3 separate regions of the Mus musculus genome follow, and all the other regions are linked to region 1. The links are chromatin contacts, called in public ChIA-PET maps. All regions are on one chromosome and are shown on one strand. Each heading gives the region's core, a stretch centred on a gene start, on an enhancer-like site or on the middle of the called end of the contact. The rest is flanking DNA. Distances are from core to core; before and after follow the strand shown. Region 1 holds the start of Vwa3b (von Willebrand factor A domain containing 3B). Region 2 holds the start of Ankrd39 (ankyrin repeat domain 39). Region 3 holds the start of Actr1b (ARP1 actin-related protein 1B, centractin beta).

Region 1 (5,030 bases), core at 1,339-3,838:
TCAGAGATTTATCTATTTATTTTATGTATATGAGCACACTGTAGCTGTCTTCAGACACACCAGAAGAGAGCATCAGATTTCATTATAGATGGTTGTGACCACCATGTGGTTGTTGGGAATTGAACTCAGGACCTCTGGAAGAGCAAGTGCTCTTAACTGCTGAGCCACCTCTCTGGCCCTCTAATGTTGTTGTTGTTTTGATTAGCATGTGTGTTATAGTCATGTTAATCTAAGGGGCCCCGGTTGACCACAGTGACTGTGGCAAATGTCCCAGGAAGGAGAGCGAGCGTGGGTGGAGGTAAAGTCAGAGTGCTTAGTGAGAGTGCTGAGAGAGTACAGTGGACTCTCTGTCCTTTGTCACCAGCATGGCCCAGGAATATTGGTTTGGCAGGGTGTGGGCAGCAGGATGATTGTGGTTTTGGTAAGTGTGGCTGGTTTAAGTTGTTTGGCTTTGGAATTTTAACGTTGGTGGTGTGAATCGAAGCTGCTCTCTGTATCGCCAAAGCTGTGCATTCAAACAACTCTACAGAATGATTTATGATTAAGGATCGAACCTTCAGTACTTTTAAAAATCACTAAGGCAACAAAGGAATGAAGAAAAATTAATCCCTGAGGATACAGTAGACTTCTCTGTTGAAGAGAGAATTGTTTCTAATGTTAGTTATTTTTTTTTAAATTAGATCTTTGACTCAAACACTATGAGAAAACAAAAGAAATGGAGCCATTGGTGTGGCTTGACAGGTAAAGGTGCTATCAAACTTGACAACCTGAGTTCAACACCCCCTATCCTACTCCCTGGAAACCATGTGGTAGAATAAGAGAGTCAGTTCCCACAAGATTTCTCTGACTTCCACCCACCACACACATGTGCAGACACACACACACACACACACAAACATGTATATATGTTTACAAAAACTCAAGGCCAGCTCTTCAATTTAAAAATATAAAACACAATTTAATATTCAAACATTAAGGCAAAACTTGGCTTATAGAATCTTTTTTTGGGGGGGAGGGGAGGGTTATTTGGCTTACACTTCCAGATCATACTACATCACTGGAGGAAGTCAGGACAGGAACTCAAGCAGGTCTGGAAGCTGGAGGCAGGAGCCGATGCAAAGGCAGGAGCTGATGCAGAGGCCACGGAAGGATGCTGCTTATTGGTTTGCTTCATGTGGCTTACTCTAGACTCTTTTAAAAAAAAGATTTATTTATTTATTTATTTATTTATTATGTACACAGTGTTCTGCCTGCACTTCAGAAGAGGGCATCAGATCTCATTATAGATGTTAGCCACCATGTGGGTGCTGGAAATCGAACTCGGGACCTTTGAAAAAATAATCAGTGCTCTCAACCTCTGAGCCATCTCTCCAGCCCTTATAGAATCTTTTACTTATAGATTTTCATAAGCACATTTTTGTGTGAGTGTGATTGCTTGAAGAATGGCAGGTTTGCATTTTGAGCCATCTGTATGCTTGTAAGGCAAGACTAAATAAGCATTAGGTAGAGTGCAGTACCGAATCCCTATAGGAGTACTACCTGTAGATTTGCAAAAACCACAGCTCTCAGCTTAGAGGGTATAAGCAAGCCTGTTCTGGAGCCATTTTGAATAGCTGTGGCCCTGTACAACACAGATTTAGTTTACCCCAAACTCCATGTTCCAACGTGGAAGCAGTTTCATGAACTTTTCATAGAACAAAGAAAGTCACAAATCATGATAAATTTAAAGTACCTTGGAGGGCACACCAGAGAAGCAGGCACGGTGAGAGTGGGGAAAGCTTTTCAAGATGCTGTGGGACATTCTTAGCCTTTGGATTGGTGGAGGCTAGTTGTCCGTCTATCTTTTAGTCACAAGAGGTTAGTTTGGTCACAGAAGTGGGCAAGGAATGGCTCTCCAAGAGGGGTTAGAACTGGCCCAAGATAAGGCAATTAGCCTTCAGAACAGCAACATTCTAACCTCTCTGCAGAACTGAAATTCTAATCAGTCAAAATCAGTCTCTGCGGACACAGCTTCCCTCCCCCCTCCTCTCCAGGAGGTTTTATTCACAATCTTTTTTTTTTTTTTTTTTTTTTTTTTTTTTTGATCCTGGCAGCTCTTGTGTCCAAAGTTACAATCTGGCAAAACTGTGAACGCTCATCTGACCACCCCTTCTAGCTGAGCACCTGTAACGAACCGCTCCAACTCTAGGTTTCCTTCCCTTAAAGACGCAATGAAGAAAGGATCTCTTTATAATACCGAGGGAGAAATCAAAACAAAAGGCGCGGGCTGCGGTAATCTGCCGGAAGTAAATCGAGAGAACAGGCTTCCTTCAGCGGGCAGTCGTCTGCTTTTCTGCCCATCTGAATATTTGTTAACCTAATCTCTAATATTTGCCGCTGTCAACTTTCCCAGGGTCAGGCGCAGAGGACGAGCCTTAGGCTGCTCTCTTTCCGGGTGGACCAAATTGGTTTTGCAACACCAACATCCAGTTTCTTCGCAGTCCCCATCATCTCTTTACTCCCTCTGAGGGGCTCATTGGTGGGCGGGGCCGGATCCCGAGCCACGCTGTGATTGGCGGTGTCTTAGCAACTGCAGCGATGTGGTTGTCAACAGAAACTGGACTCCCGCAACTCTGTGCCCGAGGCGGGGACCCTTCGCCAGCATCAGGGGGAGTCACAGCCTTGTCCAGCAGTGGGATGCTGGCCGCGCCCACCTCCTGCTCTGGTTAGTGAGGCCCTGGAGGGTGGGAGGGTCGCTGACGCACGCAAGCCGCCTGGCCTCGCAACTGACAGATTACTTACTAAGTGGGGGATACCATCCTTCTAGACCAGATCTTCCAGGTTTCCAACTGGTTGTGTGAGGGAAAAAACAAGTTTGTAATTTCCGAGCTGGACCTCGCTTCTGCTGGGAAAGGGCAGTGGCCAGGCCGCACCCACTTGAGAGCTGGATTTCAGAGTCAAAGTCGCAGACGTGTGCGAGCCCTTCTTACCCAGGGCTCTCCCCCCACCCCCACTCTTTGCAGAAGCTCAGCTCCCTAATGCTTGTCTATCCAGAGGCCAAAGTTAGTCAGAGGACATAGCATACTGATCAGTATATTAGAAACTCATTTCTGAGAAGCAATGATCAAAACTTAACAATCCAAACTCAAAGCGATCTTCTTGAGTGAAAGGTTTGAGTCTGGAGAAAGCCTCTGCTTGCCTCTTGGTTTTTGGGGGCATTCACATCACTTTCACTTTCTAATATGGACTTTTAACCTCATGTAGTTGTTCTTCTAATCTTCTCAGAAGTTCTCCATTTCTTTTCTTCTCGGCGATGACCTAACAGCCCCACCCCCACCCCACGAGCCCAGTTTTCAATTCTTGGTCCTGTTCTCAACAGTGTGTCCCACAGACCATTTCAATCCCTTAACCCTGCCCACGTTTATCTGAGGCGATGCTCTTAGCCTAGCTTTGCCTTTTAAGGATAGAAAGAATAAGACTGTTAAGAATTGTAACAGGATACATCAGGGAACTTCATCCCAGCTTCCTTTCTTCCCAGAAGAATCAGAGTTCAGAACTCCCACAACATACCTCCCCATCTCCTACCCCTCCATACTACTCCCTCCCTCCCTCCCCCATGCACAGATTTCTTTTTTTAGAAACTAGCAAGGATGAAGATTGGAGGTGTTGATCATACGTTTACCAAGGATCCAAATTGAATTAATAGAGTCTAAGTTAGACTCTGGTCCAGGGCTTGTAAGAACAGTGACTGGATTGTTCTTGGCTTCTCACTATGGGCAGGTGCATAGCAGCCGACAAAGAAGGGCTCTTAGCGTGATCCCAGTCCTCCTGCCTCAGTTTCCTAAGTGTTGGGATGAAAGGTCTTATCCATCTTAATCTTCCTGCTGTCCTGGGAGCTTTGCCTGTCCCTGGCACTCAATGGCTCGATGGACAACTCCAAGTTTTTAGGACTGCGGACAACCAGAGGTGGTGGTATATATACTTGTAATCCCAGCACTCAGGAGGCTGCAGCAAAGAATGCCACAAGGTCAAGCCTGGTCTGAGCTATGTAGTCAGACTCTGTCTCAAAATACCAAAACCCAAACCAAAACAAAAACCTTACCACTGGTAACATTATTGCACACTATAAAGCAGACCTTGCCAGTATGTATCCTCTCTGCCTCAGAGGAAACTCCCAAGTAACCACAGAAAATAGATAGCATAGCCACACCCAGAAAACAATGTGTCTTGTGTTTAAAAGGATAGCTACTTCCTGATCATAACTTTTCTAGGACCCGATCTTTGCCTTGTTTGAGAACAATCAGGATTTTCTCAGCTGCTATGAGTGGCTGATTTAATCCATCTCAATAGTATAGGTAGTGCCTGTTATACAGTAATGTGGCGGGGGCATTCATGTAGTTTGTCCTGGTAGCAACCAAACTTCTGCTTAGTCTAGAGAGGACAGACCTGGGTCTGAGGCTACAAGGATGAAGCCTCAAAGCAAAAAGTAGGCTTTGGTGGCTGGGGAGACACTCAAGGTTAAAAAGAGTAGCTGTGCTTCCAGAGGGCCCAATTTTGGTTCTCTGTTTGTAATTCCAACTCCAGAGAGTCCAAGGGATGCTGCACACATATGGCAAAAAGACAGACATACAGACACAAATGCAAACTTTTCAAAAGGTAGAGTTGCTCAGGTAGCTTTAGAGGGTTAGTGAAGGGAGACAGTCTCCACACAGGCATCGAAGTCTCCAATCCTCAGGCTTCCTAGCTCTTCATTCCCTGCTGGGAGACACATTTTCTCCATTTCTTTCCTCTTATTCTCTGGCTGCAGCTTCACTTTCTAAGTATCCTCAGGCTATAAACCCCCAAGGCAAAGATCTGAATTTGAATGACTCAGACATCCTCTCAGATCTGATAAAGCCAGTCTCATCTTAAAAATTAACTTTAAAAAAGTCACCCAAGTCCCCATAGAGGCTGGGACTTGTGTTGTCACAAAGTTGGAGAATTCAATTGCTTTGTAAAGGATCCAAGCATGTGTCCATTTCAATTTAACTGAAAATGTAAGCAAATTAAAG
Region 2 (5,030 bases), core at 1,652-4,151, 480 kb before region 1:
CCAGAGGCCTGTAAAGACAGAGGCCGGCAGATCTCTGTGTTCAGGGACAGCTTGGTCTACAGAATGAGTGCCAGGACAGCCAGAGCTACACAGTGAGACCCTGTCTCAAAAAATCAAAACAAGGGGGCTGGAGAGATGGCTCAATGGTTAAGAGCACTGACTGCTCTTCCTAAGGTCCTGAGTTCAAATCCCGCAACCTCATGGTGGCTCCCAAACATCCATAATGAGATCTGATGCCCTCTTCTGATGCGTCTGAAGACAGCTACAGTGTACTTAGATATAATAAATAAATTTTTTAAAAAAATCTAAAAAAAAAAAAAAAATCAAAACAACAACAACCAGAGCTGGAGAGCCGGAGAGGAGCTGGTTCAGGAACTGTTGCTCTGATGAAACTCATTCTTCAGAAGACCTGGGTTTGATTCCTAGCACCCATAAGGTGGCTCACAACCATCTGTAACTCCAGCTTCAGGGGATCCAATCTCCTGTCCAGGCATATGCATAGTGCATACATACAGGCAAAACAGTCATATACGTTAAACATGTGTGTGCATATATAATTTGTATATATAAATAATTATATTTTTGTTTATTTTTTTACTTGTGATATATATACACACACATACACATATATATCTGTAATCAAAGAGATGGCTGTATAATTTGTATATATATAATTATATATACTGTATATTTTTTACTTGTGATATATATATATATGTATATGTATATATATATGTAATCAAAGATGTAATCAAAGAGATGGCTCAGTAGTCAAGAGTAGTTAGTTGCTAGGGCCAGGCAGTAATGGTGCACACCTTCATCCCAGCACCAGGGAAGCAGAAACAGATGGCACTTTGTGAGTTCGAGGCCAGCTTGATCTACAAAATGAGTTCCAGGACAGCCAGAGTTATATAGTGAGACCCTGTGGTTGTGGGGTGGGGAGAGATGGACCAACAAAACAAAACATAGCACACATACATACACAAAGAAAGTCACCAAAACAGATTTAATTCAAAACTAAAAAAATAAATAAATAAACCCCATGCTTTACAGAAAAAAAAAATTCACATAATAGGTATCTTTATCACATGTGAAAAATAAATAAAAGAATAAGCTGATAAAATTGCAGCAGGTGATAACAAACAATTTCTGAGACAAAGTGTCTAACATGCTCTGCCTTGAACTGGCCTTGAACTGTGACCTTCCCGTCTCAGCCTTTGAGTCAGTCCAAACTGCTACAAAGAGAGCAAAGCATTAAGGTAACAGGGTAACCAGAGTGGAAATGCCAGGGCTTTGAATACCACAAGGTTTCTTCCTCCACACAGGAAGGGCTGACATTTTGAGGCAGATCATGTCTGTTGTGGGGAGCCAACCTGTGCGGGTCAGATTAGCTGTGACACACAAAAATATCTCTAGACCTAAACTGGGCATAATTGTCCCCAGGTTGAGGACTCTCTAAGGAAGGGGGGTCCCTGAAGAAGTGCCATAGAACTGAATGCTGGCGGGAAAGCCTCAGTCAGCCTGAAGCGGACTAACAAACAAAACAGACCATGTCATCGGACAGAGGGCTTGCATATTTTAGAAACATAAGGGTGATGGCTGCAAGGGTGAGAACCATAAAGAGGTACAGAAACACAACAGTCAGTCTGGCTTGGGGAACTAAACGCAATAGGAGGCGCTGGAGAGGCGGCTCAGTTAAGAGTTCTGTCTGCACCAGGCCGGTGGTGGCGCACGCCTTTAATCCCAGCACTCAGGAGGCAGAGGCAGGCGGATTTTTGAGTTCGAGGCCAGCCTGGTCTACAAAGTGAGTTCCAGGACAGCCAGGGCTATACAGAGAAGCCCTGTCTCAAAAAAAAAAAAAAAAAAGAGAGAGAGAGAGAGAGAGAGAGCGCTCTGGCTGCTCTGCAAAGGACCAGGGTTGTTTCTCAGCTGGTCACATCTGTAACTGCCAATTCCAGGGAATCTGAAGCCCTATTCTGGCCTCCAGGAGCTAAATGCACATAAATAGTCTTTAAATTAAAAAAAGCGTAAATGTAATCATCTCATTTGTTATTTTCTAAAGGTACAGCGGAGAAAACACTTCAAGAGGAGGAAGCGGGGAGTCCTATTATGTCCCTAGTCCAAAAGATGGGGGTAGCAGAGGTGTAGAGAAACGCCGCCCGCTAGGAAGCCATTCCTATGGTAACCATCAAGTGTTCCGTATCATCAGCCCTACACTGATGACAACCTTGCTACAACTGCACAAACTACCTGTTCCTGGGGATAACATGGTAACCGGCACAGAAGAACAGGGACCACTGCTAATAGCAAAATCTCTGTATGATTTTGGACAAAACAGTCACACCCCTGCGCTCCACAGTAAATCTTTCGAGATCACTGTCATTGCTAAAACTTGTACACTCACACCCGAGAGCAGCAAGGGCCAGCTGCCCTGACCTCCCCGGTGGATACGAACCACCAACTGCAGATTCTTTCCCTAGCTCCTCTGTCACCTGACCAGGCTGTCTCCTAGCTGGGTTGGTCTCCAGACCCAGTTCAGAAACCAATGCCTCAATTTACCCGTCCGCACTCGAGACGGAGTAGTCGAGGGGCTTCCTGCCACGCTTTGAAGCCAGCCTTCCTGCACCAGGCCCGGAAGCTCCAAACACGGTTCGAGGCCTCCTTCAGTCCACGTTCCCGGAGATGGGGCTGGAGATTGCCCGCCGCCGGCAACGCGGCCGCCTCACCCCTCTCACCCCTGTCGAAGTCCATCTCCTCCAGCGTCTGCTGTACCCCGGGCACCGCACTAGGGTGAGAGCAGCAGGAGCCATCCGCGCAAAGGTGCGGCGCCGCCATCCCGGCGGCCGGGACTGCAGCCAAGCGCTCCTACGAAATGCCCACCCCTCCGTCCCAGGTTGACCACTCGACGTCCGTAGTTGACCTTCGAGTCCCGCCTCCTCGCCCCAGGCCAACCAATCCTGCATTTAGACCTTAGCTTAGCAACCAATGAAAGTGGTGAGGTGTGGCTGGATAGACTGAGCCTTGCTGCTTTGCTACCACGGGAGGGCGCCCAAGGCTAACTAAGCACAAGGAAGAGCAAAGGCTCGGGAATCCGTTGAGCTCCCCGGGAGGAGGCAGGACAGTTCGTGCAGCCTCGCCTTGTAGGGTGAGGGGACCAGGCAGCTTGGCCTGTCTGGTAGTGTTTATGTCGCATTCGCCAGAACCGAGGCCTCGCAGGTTCCCCAGGGCACAAGGACTCTAGACGCGGCCCATAGTCCCTCTCTCATCTCCCAAGCATCACTTGAGCTGTAGGCCATCCATGGTCAGATCAGTGACCCGCCAGAAAGCTACTAACACTCTGACCCTCGTTCTTTAGCAATCCATCAGGAAGCAGGTGGCCTGAGGGCAAGGACCTGGTAGACCACCTTTGTGCTTAAGCCTCTGCCCACTCAGTGGGCGCTGGTTGCCAACACCCACTGGGCAGACAACTGAGCTAAGGGAAACACACTCAAGTATTTCCCAGCCTCTTCTGACCCACACTCAGGGAAACAGCAGCCTGCTCAAGGGTCATCCAAGTGTATGGGGGGTGGGGGGTGGGGTGGCAGCTAAGGGTGGGCAGAGAGCTCACTGTGGTCTCTGTTCCTATGTACCGGTTAGATTGATCTAAACCAGGTGTGTCCAAATTGCAGCCAACAACAGCATCAAATTTAGCACAACACAAAATCTTAAAATGTCTTTTTTTTTTCCTCCTTCCTATTTTCCTTCTCGAAATCCGATTGGCAGGCAGCTCTCATTAAGGGCGCTCAGAAATGAATCCAGGCTGGGCCTGTTGTTTTTCCCAGGAACATCTGGGCCTACACCACTCCCTCACTAAGACAAGGGCTTGATACTGACTGGGTGGCAATAGGGGACTATCCCTACCCAGATAGGACATTCGAGACTAGCATTCTTCCCCTCCCACGGAGCTTGTCCTAATCTCCATCTTTATAAAGACACTGTCCACACAACTTGAGAAGCCTCTCCTTCAGCCCCTGACTCCCTGCTCACCCTCCCTATAGTTCTGGGAAGACCGTCTCCTTCTCCTCCTCTTCCCGAACGCTCTGCCTTGTTTCCCTGTGGCACCAGGCCAAGTCCAGCTCCCAAGCAGAGTAGCCCTGCTCTGGCTCCCAGTCCCATAGGCATCACTGTGGGAAAACACTTGAGTCTCAGCTGGCCCCTCCAGAGATGCACGGACAGGCATTAAGACCATGATGGCCCAGACCAAAGGATGAGTCCCTCTTAGGTCAATAAGTGGGTTTGAGTCAAAATATCTGTGTGGCAGGGTTAAATTTCATTTTCTCCATTTTATTTGTCAATATAAAAATACTCAAATATTTACAACAAATAAATATGTGGGGACACAATAAGTTACACTGTTAGCCCTTTTCCCAGAGCAGGGAGAGGATAGGCCAGTATCCATAGCATGCCCACCTCCTCCCTTCCCTCCCCCAACAACCCTTCCCAGCCCTGTCAGAAGAGCGCAAATATAAAATACCACCGAACCCGGAGGGCAAGTGGGAGGCCCTGCCCACCCCTCCCCCTGAAGCAGGAGGTTCCATCTCCACCCCCAACCCCCGCCCTGAAAACATTCACAGCCCTAGGAGCAGGGCTAGGCCCACCCCCGAGTCCCGCACTCCCCCAAAAGGGGTACAACACCCTGTCCTTCCCTTCCCCGTATGTACATCACTGCCCCAAAGCTTGGGACAGCTGGGGGTAGGAGAAGCAAAGTGCTATGACCCCCTTCCCCTTCATAGCTCCAAAGACTCAACCAGGAGGACCCCAGGCCAAGGGAAGACGTGATAGAGACAGGAAAGTTACAACACACACACACACACACACACATTCTTCCACATGCATACCAACACATATATGCACAAACACGCCCACATCTTGAAACCTCTTCCTTGCAAAGTTTTGGCTGCTGGGGTCCCACATGTCTCAAATTCACAGAGGAGGGTGTGTCTCCTGTGAGGCTGAAGTCCTGGTGAGCCACACCAAGTGGCAGTGCCCAT
Region 3 (5,030 bases), core at 1,480-3,979, 320 kb before region 1:
CTCTAGCAAGGCCACACTTCTATAGCCACACTGACTAAGCCCACCCACCCTCTTGTCTGCTGATGGATGGAAGACAGCCCTAGAACTCTGAGGCTTTCTGGTGTATCCCTCCCACAGTGGCCACTCTTCCACTGCCAGGGCTTCCAGAATAGAGATCAGTTCTTGGCAAGCACATATGTGATGAGTTACCATTCTAAATTGTGACCCACATTCCCCACAGACTGCCAACAGCCTTCCCTGACACCCACCCGGAGTTTGGGATGGAAAGCTGAAGCCCTCTGTGAGTCCAGGCTGGCTGTAGCTCTTAAAGCCACTCTAGGTTTCCAGCTCTGATCTGCAGGCCACTGACAGATCCTTCAAGCTCTGAGAGGTGCTTCAAGGGGAACCTTCCCAGTGGGCAGGTAGGACCCAGGCAATCCTCGATCTTTGGGACAGAACCACCCTGTTACCATTGGCACTCCCTGGGGTGTGTGGAAAGGGCTGGGCAGGAACAGTTCCTAGATGCTATACATAACTGAACCTTGATGAAAACATTTCTGGGGGCTGGCGGGGGCATTGCTTAGAATGTATGCTTAGTTTTCTGGAGGCTAGGGGTTCACCCAAACTCCACAATAATCTGAAAAAAAAAAAACTTTCCAGGGAGGAAGGGGTAGCTGTGTACACCCCCCCCCCAACTCTCTGTGGGAGTTTAGCTCTTTCCCTGGAGAGAGGTTCCTCTTATTCCTGCTCCCGCCTTTACCACACCCCATCCCCAGGGCAATGCTGGATGCTGCTCCTAACAGGCTGAGCCAGAAACAAAGGCAAGAGACTCTGAGACCCAGCAGTTACTCTCAGGGTCACCTCCACCAATCTGGTGTTTCCTCTTCCAGGTAGAGGAGGGACTTGCCTTCCAAGAGGGAAGCTGTAACACCACAGGGGACGCATTCTTCCCAAAAGCAAATAAGGGGCTGGGGAGCTTGCTGCCCTCCGCCCCCCAGGTGACAGGTGACACTTACTAGTTTGGGAAACAGTACTTAGGAATCTGGTCTCCTGCAAAGCCAGCCTTGATCACCCCTGAACCCTGCAAGGAAAAGCAATGTTTTAGCTCCTGCCAACGACTCAAGATGCAGTCAGGGTCCCCAAGTGGAGAGAGCTGGCAGTTCTACCAAGGCTGGACAGGGAGGAAGCCAGAGACCTGACCTAGAGAAGGAGATCACTTGCAAGCACTAGCACATCAAAACTAGGTGTGAGGCTGCATTTTCTGTCCTGGGGACCCAAGGGGGAGATGAGAACTGTTAGGGGCATCTGTTGGGTGGAGGTTATCAGCAATGACTGGCCCCAGATGGGCATCCGTGAAGAGAGACCACAGATCTCCTCTGTGAATGCTCTGGCTAGTACCTGTAGGGAGAGGAAATCAGCTACACTTTAAAGATAGCTAGATGCTACGCCTCAGCCTTACTCTATTCAAGAACCCTTGTCTTCACCAGCAGACAGAGACCACATACTGGGTCCATGGAGGGGAACCACTTGGTGGTCTCCAAGTACCTTTCTTGGGTAGTAAGAGGAGAGGCAGTCCCTGTCCCTGCTGGAAGCTGGACCTAGGCTTTCAACATGAACTGGACACACCTTCCACTTAGTAAATGAGTCACCTACTCACACCCTTTGCCTACCAGTCTCTATTAGGGCCAAAATAACATATCCAAGTAACAAGCGAGAGGCTCCAAGCCCAAACTCAGCCAGGCAGGTGCCTCTGAGCTCATTAGCTTGTTGGCCACCAAACAGGTAGGTAGCCTGATGTACACTGTAGCCTGCCCCAAGCACACCCCCAAAGTCCAGGACTAGCCTCTCTGATAAACAAGTTATGATTTAAGGGAGCCCACATGGGTGCTCCAAAAAAAGGCAGCCACAAAGATGCCATCAGGGGCTCACGTGGGAAGGAGTCAGTTCCCAGAAAGAGAAGTGTGTCACCGTCAAAAGCTCCAAGGCCTACACATCAGCTCTGGGCACAGCTAGAGAAAACCCCAGCCACGTCAAGGCCTCTAAGGATAGACAGCTCCTAGGGCCACTGAAGGTAAGCACAACCCAGGCTGGAAGACAACGCCCCGGGAAGCAGGACCTCTTTTCTTTCAGGCTTGCAAACTACTACCCCAAACTGCTCCGTCCTGGGGAAAGTGGCTACACTCTCCGAAAAGATCATTTAGAGTGAGGGGGTTAGTTAAAGCGGCAAAGAGGCCACCAGGTGGTGGCTGGTGGAAATTAACGTGCAGTGTTTGCTTCTGGGTGCAGCCCCTTGGGAAGTGTTGTAAAGATCACCAGGCCCTTCAAGAGATAAAGCCAGCAGTGTGCAAGAAGTCAAATGTCAGCCGACCTCCATCAGGCGGCCAGAGCTTACCACCAAGCAAAGGGCCAGGGGTCTTAACTTGCCCAGCGATCCCACCCCAGACAGACGCGTTCACCGGCCTAGAGCATTAAGGACCGCCTGACTGTGATCAGCTGTACCGCACATCCTGGACTCCGAGGGAGGTGCTCCCGAGGCCCACCCCTGGCCCCACCAGCGTGGGCCACCGCACGCCGCCTGCGACCCCGCGGCGGGTCACAGTCCTTCCCCCACCCCCCGCTGCCCGGCCTCACATTGTCGATGACCACGGGCTGGTTAGCGATGATGTCGTAGGACTCCATGGCCCGGCCGAGCCGGCCCTGCCCAGCAGGCGGGCTGCAGGAGGACCGGCGGGCTACAAGGTTCGCGGGGAGACCTGGACGGATGCGACTCCAGACACCGCGCCGCTCCCCTCCCCCAGTGCGCTGCCTACGCGAACGCGGCCCCGTGGCCAATCACAGATGCCAAATGACCTGATTGACGGCCGGCGCCGGGGAGGGTTGCTGGGGGAAGTGGGAGGGGCCTCTTGGAGCCGGCTAACCAATTGAAGCTTTCCGGAAGAACAGCCAGGCGTTGCCAAGGTAGGCTGCGCGGCCGTAAGATGATGTCATGGCTGGGTTCTTAAAGGGGGCAAGAATTAAAAAGGAGGTGGTAGGTCTATTGAAATCAGGAAGTCTTTTGAGTTCACCTACTGGAAGGTCTTTCTTTTGATGAGACATCTGTGAGCATTCCTCTTCTTAGGATGTCAGCTCTGATTATTTCAACGGGAGAGTTAGTTTAGTTAGATTTATTCATCTTTTTTGGTTTTTAGAGGTAGGATCTCTGTGAAACCAAGGCTAGCCTTCAACTTGTGATTCTCCCGCCTCACAAATGCTGGAATTACAGGCATGTACTACCATACCAAGCAACAGTTTTGGATTTAATAAGATTCAAACGCTAGGTGAATAATTGTATTTTATTTTAGAAGTATCATAGATTTACATTTAGACCTATGTTTAATTTGAGTTAGTTTTTATACATGTATCAAGTAAGCATCGGGGCATTTATCACTAAGGCTGTCTACCTGGGGTTTGATCCCAGAGACCCATATGGTAAAAGAGAACCGGCTTCCACAATTCTGATTGCTACAAGTGCACCATGGAATATGTACAGCCACACACACACATTCGCAAACAAAATAAATAATGTACAAAAAAAAGTGGGGGGTTGGCAAAGAGAAACTGGGTGTGATCATGTCATTCCTGGTAACAGGGAGGCAGAGGCAGGCCAATATCGGAGTTCCAGAGGTTGACAGAGGCTACATAGTGGAATCCTGCCTCAAAAAATTATATATATATATATATATATATATATATATATATATATATATATATATATAATTTATATTTATATAAATTTATAATGAGAGAGAGAAATTTTTTTCAAATTGCCTTGGTGCCTATGTCAATAGTTGATAGTTTCTGTCTACCTTTTATTCTGTTTCACTGGTCCATTAGCCAATAACACATAAACTTGTGGCGTCAGTTTTATGTTGTTGGGCAAAACATCAGAGAAAATCATCTTAAGAGAGGTCATATCTCTTAACTGTTTGATAGCGTTCACTCATGAAGTTACCTAGATCTTGAGTTTTCTTTGTGGGAAGAAAGTGTGTATATTTATAATATACAAATTAAGTTTTTAAAAAAGAGATGTAGACTGGTTCTGGTGGTGGTGGCAGCTTCCCCTTTCCATCCTCCTCTTCCTCTTCTTCCTCCTCCTTTGGTGTGCTGAACACAGAACCTGCACCTAGATAAGTTCTCTACCAACTAGCTACACTTGCGGTCTTGCTGTATCTTCTTGAGTTACATTGTTTTGTTACTTTGTATGTCATGGAATTTGTCAGCTTTGGGCAAATGTAATGGGCAAAAAGTTGTCCATAATGTATCCAGGGTTTTCTTTCAGTGTCTACAGAGATGTTTCCCTTCTCACTGGACACCTGGGATGCCCCCCCCCTTTTAACCCTGATCAGGCAGGCTAGAGCAGGGGAGCAGCAGTTCTCAATCTGTGGGTGGCAACCTCTTGGGGATCCCCTAAGACCATTGGAAGATAGGGATTCAAGTTATGATTTACAACAGTGGCAAAAATTACTGTTATGAAGTAGCAATGAAAATAGTCTTATGGTTGGGGAGTTACCACACAGGAGGAGCTGTATTAGAGGGTCACAGCATTTCCTCAAAACACTAGCTTTCAATTTCATTGACTAGTCTTTCCAATGGTGCTTGCATTCCTTTTTTTTTTTTTTTTTTTGGTTTTTTGAGACAGGGTTTCTCTGTATAGCCCTGGCTGTCCTGGAACTCACTTTGTAGATCAGGTTGGCCTCGAACTCAGAAATCCACCTGCCTCTGCCTCCTAAGTGCTGAGATTAAAGGCGTGCGCCACCACGCCCAGCTTGGTGCTTGCATTTTTAATGGATTGTAGCATTGACTATGAAGAAGAGTATACTGTAGAGAAGTTTGTAGCTCACAGACACTAGAGTATTTTCTATTTACCTCTCAACAGGACAAGTTTGCTGACTCCTACTCTTGTCCTAGGCAACTTGTGTAAAAGTTTTTTTTAACCTAGGTGTAGTGGCCAAGAGTTGGGCCAACAAGATGGCTTGGTGTGCAGTGGTGCATGCCGCCAAGTCTGACAGTTC

What was found. ChIA-PET counts read pairs in DNA pulled down with a chosen protein or histone mark.
Region 2: an RNA polymerase II ChIA-PET map of memory CD8 T cells shows a contact between it and region 1, with 5 read pairs. The contact joins the promoter of Ankrd39 here to the promoter of Vwa3b in region 1. A contact is called at or near these places in 3 of 115 datasets of contacts at active chromatin or transcription factors (embryonic stem cells, memory CD8 T cells and pancreatic cancer cells).
Region 3: a contact with region 1 is called in an RNA polymerase II ChIA-PET map of memory CD8 T cells, with 25 read pairs. The contact joins the promoter of Actr1b here to the promoter of Vwa3b in region 1. A contact is called at or near these places in 5 of 115 datasets of contacts at active chromatin or transcription factors (bone marrow-derived macrophages, effector CD8 T cells, large pre-B cells and 2 more) and 2 of 9 other capture datasets (adipose tissue and liver).

Annotation. Positions count from the first base shown.
Region 1 is chr1:37,026,725-37,031,754 of GRCm38.p6, forward strand. It overlaps Vwa3b (von Willebrand factor A domain containing 3B), which reads left to right and starts at 2,589. Exons shown (of 28, transcript NM_001370828.1): 1 at 2,589-2,704.
Region 2 is chr1:36,544,351-36,549,380 of GRCm38.p6, forward strand. It overlaps Ankrd39 (ankyrin repeat domain 39), which reads right to left and starts at 2,902. Exons shown (of 4, transcript NM_026241.4): 1 at 2,736-2,902. The coding sequence starts at 2,835. Sema4c (sema domain, immunoglobulin domain (Ig), transmembrane domain (TM) and short cytoplasmic domain, (semaphorin) 4C) reads right to left here. Exons shown (of 15, transcript NM_001126047.3): 15 at 4,289-5,030.
Region 3 is chr1:36,707,196-36,712,225 of GRCm38.p6, forward strand. Actr1b (ARP1 actin-related protein 1B, centractin beta) reads right to left here and starts at 2,730. Exons shown (of 11, transcript NM_146107.2): 1 at 2,611-2,730; 2 at 996-1,060. The coding sequence starts at 2,658.